2 separate regions of the Gossypium hirsutum genome follow, and region 1 is linked to region 2. A link is a contact called in public Hi-C data. All regions are on one chromosome and are shown on one strand. Each heading gives the region's core, a stretch centred on a gene start, on an enhancer-like site or on the middle of the called end of the contact. The rest is flanking DNA. Distances are from core to core; before and after follow the strand shown. Region 1 has its middle 8.9 kb from the start of LOC107921263. Region 2 has its middle 21 kb from the start of LOC121214288.

Region 1 (2,700 bases), core at 55-2,554, 82 kb before region 2:
GCCACATTCATTGGAGCCTCCCCCTCCCCCTTATTCATGCATGCAACCTAGAAAATAGTAAAATAAAAGAAGGAAAACCAAGGGTTTACCTTCGATTAGATGAAAAGGCCATGCCGTTTTTTTTATTTTCTTTTTAGGGTTTTTCTCTTTTTTAAACTTTGACTGACATTGATCTTTTATATTGTTCTTTTAATCTGTATTATTTTAATCATGTTTTTGATTCATTTGTAAACTTGTGTTTTGACCCTAAAAATCATTTCAAAACGTGTTGTTTTCATTTTGAATCACTTTTACTGCAAGTATTATTTGCTGTACTGTTGATTCTGATTGGCTGAGAGAGGTTTGCCATTCCTCACAGCACAAAATTTTTAGGGTTCTAGACTCTAACTGCAATCTTGAAATAGAAATGGACTTTTGGGAATTTCCAAAAATGGACTCAAAACAGATTTAATCATATTAAAATTGAAACAAATCTGGGTTTGAATTTAATTTGAAAATAAATTTGGGTTTTAAAAGATTGTTTTAAACCAAATTAGACTGGGCTTTGAGAAACAAATTAATTTGGACTTTGAGAAGAAAAATAGACTGTGCTTTTGAAAATTATTTAAATTGGCATTTTCCCAAAATTATGCCTAATAAAGTATTTTGAAAATCAGAAATGATTTTATTAATTATATTTTTTAACATTACAAATTTTAACAAAAAAAATGCTATTATTTTTTTTCAAAAAAAGCCAACATAAGTAGATATTCAAATATTCACCTACTTCATGCCAAAATTTCAAAACTTAAATTAAATTAAACTAAAAAGAATTTAAAATTGATTTCAGTTTAATTGAAACCATACATAAACATTCTATCTTAATTTAGCTTTTAATCTAATTCCAAATTTAACATTAAATTGATAACAGTTTAATTTAAAATTGAAATAATCACCCTATAGTTCCTCAACCATTTTAAAATTCAAATCCAGATAATGAGGTCGGGTCGGGGCAAAATTTGATATCTACAGAACTCGAATGGAAATGGATTGATGGTGATGCTTTTCCACTCTCCGCTGTCGATGGCTATTCGACTTCGGTAGGAGGAGTCTCTAGTGGAAGCTTTTAATGATAATTTTTCGGAAGTGGAGACTTGTAGTAAAGAGGCAGGGGAATGTTAGTACAATGGTTGGATATTGGTTTTGACGATATAGCAGGTTCTAATCCTTTAATTCGCAAAGGGGATACTTTGATAATGTTAATGGGGCATTGAAAAATTGAATTTGGGGTTGGATTGGTATGGGATGGGGCCATGGGCTTTCATGATGGAGGGGTTCGTGATTCTGTTTCTTTACAAGCATTGGATGATATAAGGAATACGGGTTTGGCTTTGGATGGCCAAATGAAAAATGGGAAGGCTCATTTTGGTGTAGTTGATTCTAGTCTTAGATGAAACCTTTTTCAGTTGCTAATGGGGTTAGTGATAATCATGTGATTGTGGAGAATCATAGAATTAAAACAAGAAAATTTAAATCCCTTTTTGAAATAGAAGAAAGGAGGAATGCTGAACTTGATATTAGATAATAAAAAAAAAAACAAAAAGGGAAGGAGATAGAAGATAAATTTCCAAAGCCTAATTCTTCTAGGGAAGATTGCAAACGGCTCGCTCTCTAACTCAGTTTTCCATAACTGCAAAAAGATTTTGTGGAGAGAAACTTCTGAGGGAGTTTGGGAAAAAAATGGGTTTGAGGGTAGGGATGGATCCATATAATTTTATTTTAAGGGGTGAAATTTTTAAATTCGAACGACTTTTTTTTTAATGTAAAATGTATCAATTAAAATTTTTTTATCAAACAAATTAATTTAATGTTTTTCAAAAGGTATGAACAATTTAATTGTAAAAAATAAAAGACACTATATAAAATTAAATATTTATTTTCAATTTACAAAAAAAAAACTAATACTTGGCATTAGTTCTAGGCATCCTAAATTGCACCATTCGTTTTTTCATAAGATTGAACTCATCAATAATAGAATCTGTTGAAAATTCTCGAGCTATCTTTTTTTAATGTATGCCACCAAGTAAGTTGAAAAAAATCATCCCCCATTCTGTTGCGAAGTCTTATATTCACAATTTTCATGGCTGAAAATGCTCGTTTAATCATTGCAGTAGACACAAGAAGAGTTAGCACAACATGAATAATTCTATCAAGAAGAGGATAAATTCTTGATTTATTTGTCTTAGCTAGCACTTGACACAACTCAGCAACTGTAGAAGCTTTCTGCAACTTTGTGCTTTGATGAGCATCAAGTTGAAAAAGTTCCAATTGACTCTTCATGTGTAGTTTTTCTTGCTCGTAAAATTGTCCAGATAAAAATCATTCATAAGCTTGCAAATATCTTCCACACAAAAAGCTTTGTAATTATCGCGTGGACCCAAAGCAAAGCTAATAACAAGTAACTCAACTACCTCATCATTAAAGCGAGAATTCATTTCTGTTAACAATGAATCGATACCAGTAATGAATATATCAAACCGATATTGATGCTCAATTGTTAGGTTATCTACCGACCTCAACCAGCTTTACAAGAAACACTTTATTTGGGGACTTCTATCTCATTATCTTTACAAAATAAGTTCACTTTCTCAAACAAAGGATCTCACCCATGTTTTCTGAGTTTCTGGAGAAACGTTTTAGTTGATGACACCAGTTACATCG
Region 2 (2,702 bases), core at 57-2,556:
TAGACTTGACAAACTGTGTCTTAATTAATTGTTGAAACTGAGTAAAGCATTCTAGTGCTTGAGCTTTTTGACGTAAAAGATAAACCCAAGTAAACTGAGTACACATATCAATAAACGAAACATAATATCTCTTATCACCACATGCAACAGGTGCAGGACCCTAAAGATCAGACACAACCAACTCAAAAGGACTATAGCTAGTAGTTGAAGGGGAGAAAGGCAACTTATGTGACCTGCCTTTTTGACATGCAGTACATATACCATCAAAACTATTTTTACTTGAAACAACATTACATTTATTTAGAATAGTTTTGACCACAGAAGTCGACGGGTGGCCTAAACGATTATGCCATAAAGCAAACACAGAACTATTTGAAACTGTATGTGAAACCTGCGAATGAGCAACAAATGGAGCAGTCGTAGGCGGAGTAGAAACCACTGGCACAGAAAATTGATATAAGCCATCATGAATGCTGCCCGTCAGTAATATCTCCCGAGTCACCATATCCTTAATAACACAATAGGTAGGGTGAAACTCAAAATACACACCATTATCACGAGCAAGCTGTGAGACGGATAAGAGGTTTTTCTGTATACTTGGCACACATAAAACATTTGATAATCGTAACGATTTATACTGAGTAGGTAAAATAGCAGTACCAATTGACGAAATTACCGCAAGAGTACCATTGCCCATTAAAAGAGATGACTTACCTGAATATGGCGTGACATCACGTAACGTTGACACATCGCGACAGATATGGTGACTCACTCCCGAGTTAGGATACCAAGATGTGGTGCCACTGCGCACTGGAATGTACGGATCATCAGTACCAGTACTAGATTCAAGTTGAGAAGTATTGATATAAGAGTCGGATACTGAAGGATCAGAGTAATCAGACGCATGTAAGTCCCCTAGCCGAGGAAGCCCAATACATGGATCAGACCCAGTATAGACCTGAGCACGCAGTTTGGTAAATCACAGAACCGGACCGCCAATACCTAGTCCATCACCAATCGATTCAGGTGAGCCAGGATCAGCTTGATCAACTTGAACAAAATTAGAGGATGGTACAATATTCGGCCCAGCATTAAATTGAACATTCGGCCCATGAGAGGAATGTTGAAAATTCGGCCCATATGATACACCCTGTCCATTTGGAGCCTTAAGCTCATGTGACGTGTTTCCACTACAACCTTGCCACTGTCCATTTCCAGTAGTAAAACCATGCGACGTGTCTCTATTATACCCTTGCCCATCATCATGATCGAATTTGCACAAATTGGGCTTGTAGGCATCAGAACAAATTCGGCCAGAATCATGCTGTGCATGAGACACATGTGGCCCACGTGCCAATGGCCTATTTTGCATGCCAGCACACACATTTTGACTACCATATCTATTTTGACCAGCATGACTCCCTTGACCATAAAGAACTTTTTGACTTTTTTGATGAGAAGCCACCGCCTGGTTTTCACCATGTTGCACAAAAACTCCAGAGTCAGAACCTTCAACACCGGACGATTTAGTCGAGTCTCGGTGATACCGATAATAGCATTTCTGACCCAAATGACCGAATCGACTACAGATCTGGCACTGAACACGAGATCTGAAGAATCTACCACGACCACGAACAGACGCACGGCCTCCACAATCGGCCTCTTCCACCGACGGCTCATTTTCAACAAGATTCGTGTTCGAACTTACCTCCTGCAACATCCGATCTTGACGACTCTCACAACCTACTAACACATCCACCAAGCGTTGTAACAGTAAAACTCCAATCGACAACCGAGCAGAGGAGATAATCGCCTCAAAGTCTGACGGCAATCCCGCAAGCACCACTTCAATCTTCTCTTCATCGGAGATACGAGAGCCAGTGGCATCTAACATAGCACACAAATCTTTAATCCTAGCAACATAAGCCTTAATAGAAAGATTACCTTTCTTCAACGAGTGAAGCTCATGCCGAATCCTCGACTGCTTGGCACCCGTATCAGCTGCAAAAAGATTAATGGCCATACTCCATATGTCGCACGCCGTGCAAGCATCATCAAAGAAGGATTGATGAGAGGCAATTACCGTAGACAAAAGCCATGACATTAGCAGCCGATCTTGTTGCGTGAACACCTGAGCCGCCGGATTTGGAGCACGAGATCCATCGGGTAGAAGAATGAATCGTGATGGCGAAGCAATAGTGCCATCTAAGAAACATGTAAGTCCATAGCCATCAACGATGAGTTTTACCTGTTTACGCCATTGAAGGTAAGTACCTTCATCGAGTTTGACCACTTCATGTCGAGGAAGAACAGTTGTGACTCGATCGGCAGCAAACACACCAGAGCTAGGTTCGCCAGATGCAGAATCAGCGGAAGCCATGAGAAGCAATGGCCAGAATCAATTGGCGAATGATACCATGAAAGAACTAGATAAAAAAGAAAGAAATATTTATCCAAACAGAGAGTGAAAATAGAGAGATAATAGAATAAACTTCTTGTTTGTTTATTCAAAAATTGCTTACTTCCAAATTCTCAATGTACAGTATTTATAGACTTTAGTGACTACTCTAATTGAGCAACAACCTTACCAGACTCATCAACTAACTAACAACTTCCTATACTCTAATATATATGAATGCGGAAAGAATCATTATTTATATTTATATTATTAAAATATTTATATCTTATATTATAAAAATATT

The links. Hi-C and Micro-C count contacts between places; a contact is called where the count stands out from the background.
Region 1: a contact with region 2 is called in a Hi-C map of leaf, with 1.9 times the contacts expected there. The contact joins two enhancer-like sites. A contact is called at or near these places in 4 of 34 Hi-C or Micro-C datasets (hypocotyl, leaf and petal).

Annotation. Positions count from the first base shown.
Region 1 is chrD01:51,952,530-51,955,229 of Gossypium_hirsutum_v2.1, reverse strand. No RefSeq gene overlaps it. Among protein-coding and RNA genes, the nearest start is that of LOC107921263, 8.9 kb to the left of the region's middle. Within about 2 kb of position 1,304, at least 3 of the 9 cell types and tissues checked have an H3K27ac peak or open chromatin away from gene starts, as enhancers often do. A contact at or near this core is called in hypocotyl and leaf, where this site is marked.
Region 2 is chrD01:51,870,420-51,873,121 of Gossypium_hirsutum_v2.1, reverse strand. No RefSeq gene overlaps it. Among protein-coding and RNA genes, the nearest start is that of LOC121214288, 21 kb to the right of the region's middle. Within about 2 kb of position 1,306, at least 7 of the 9 cell types and tissues checked have an H3K27ac peak or open chromatin away from gene starts, as enhancers often do. A contact at or near this core is called in hypocotyl and leaf, where this site is marked.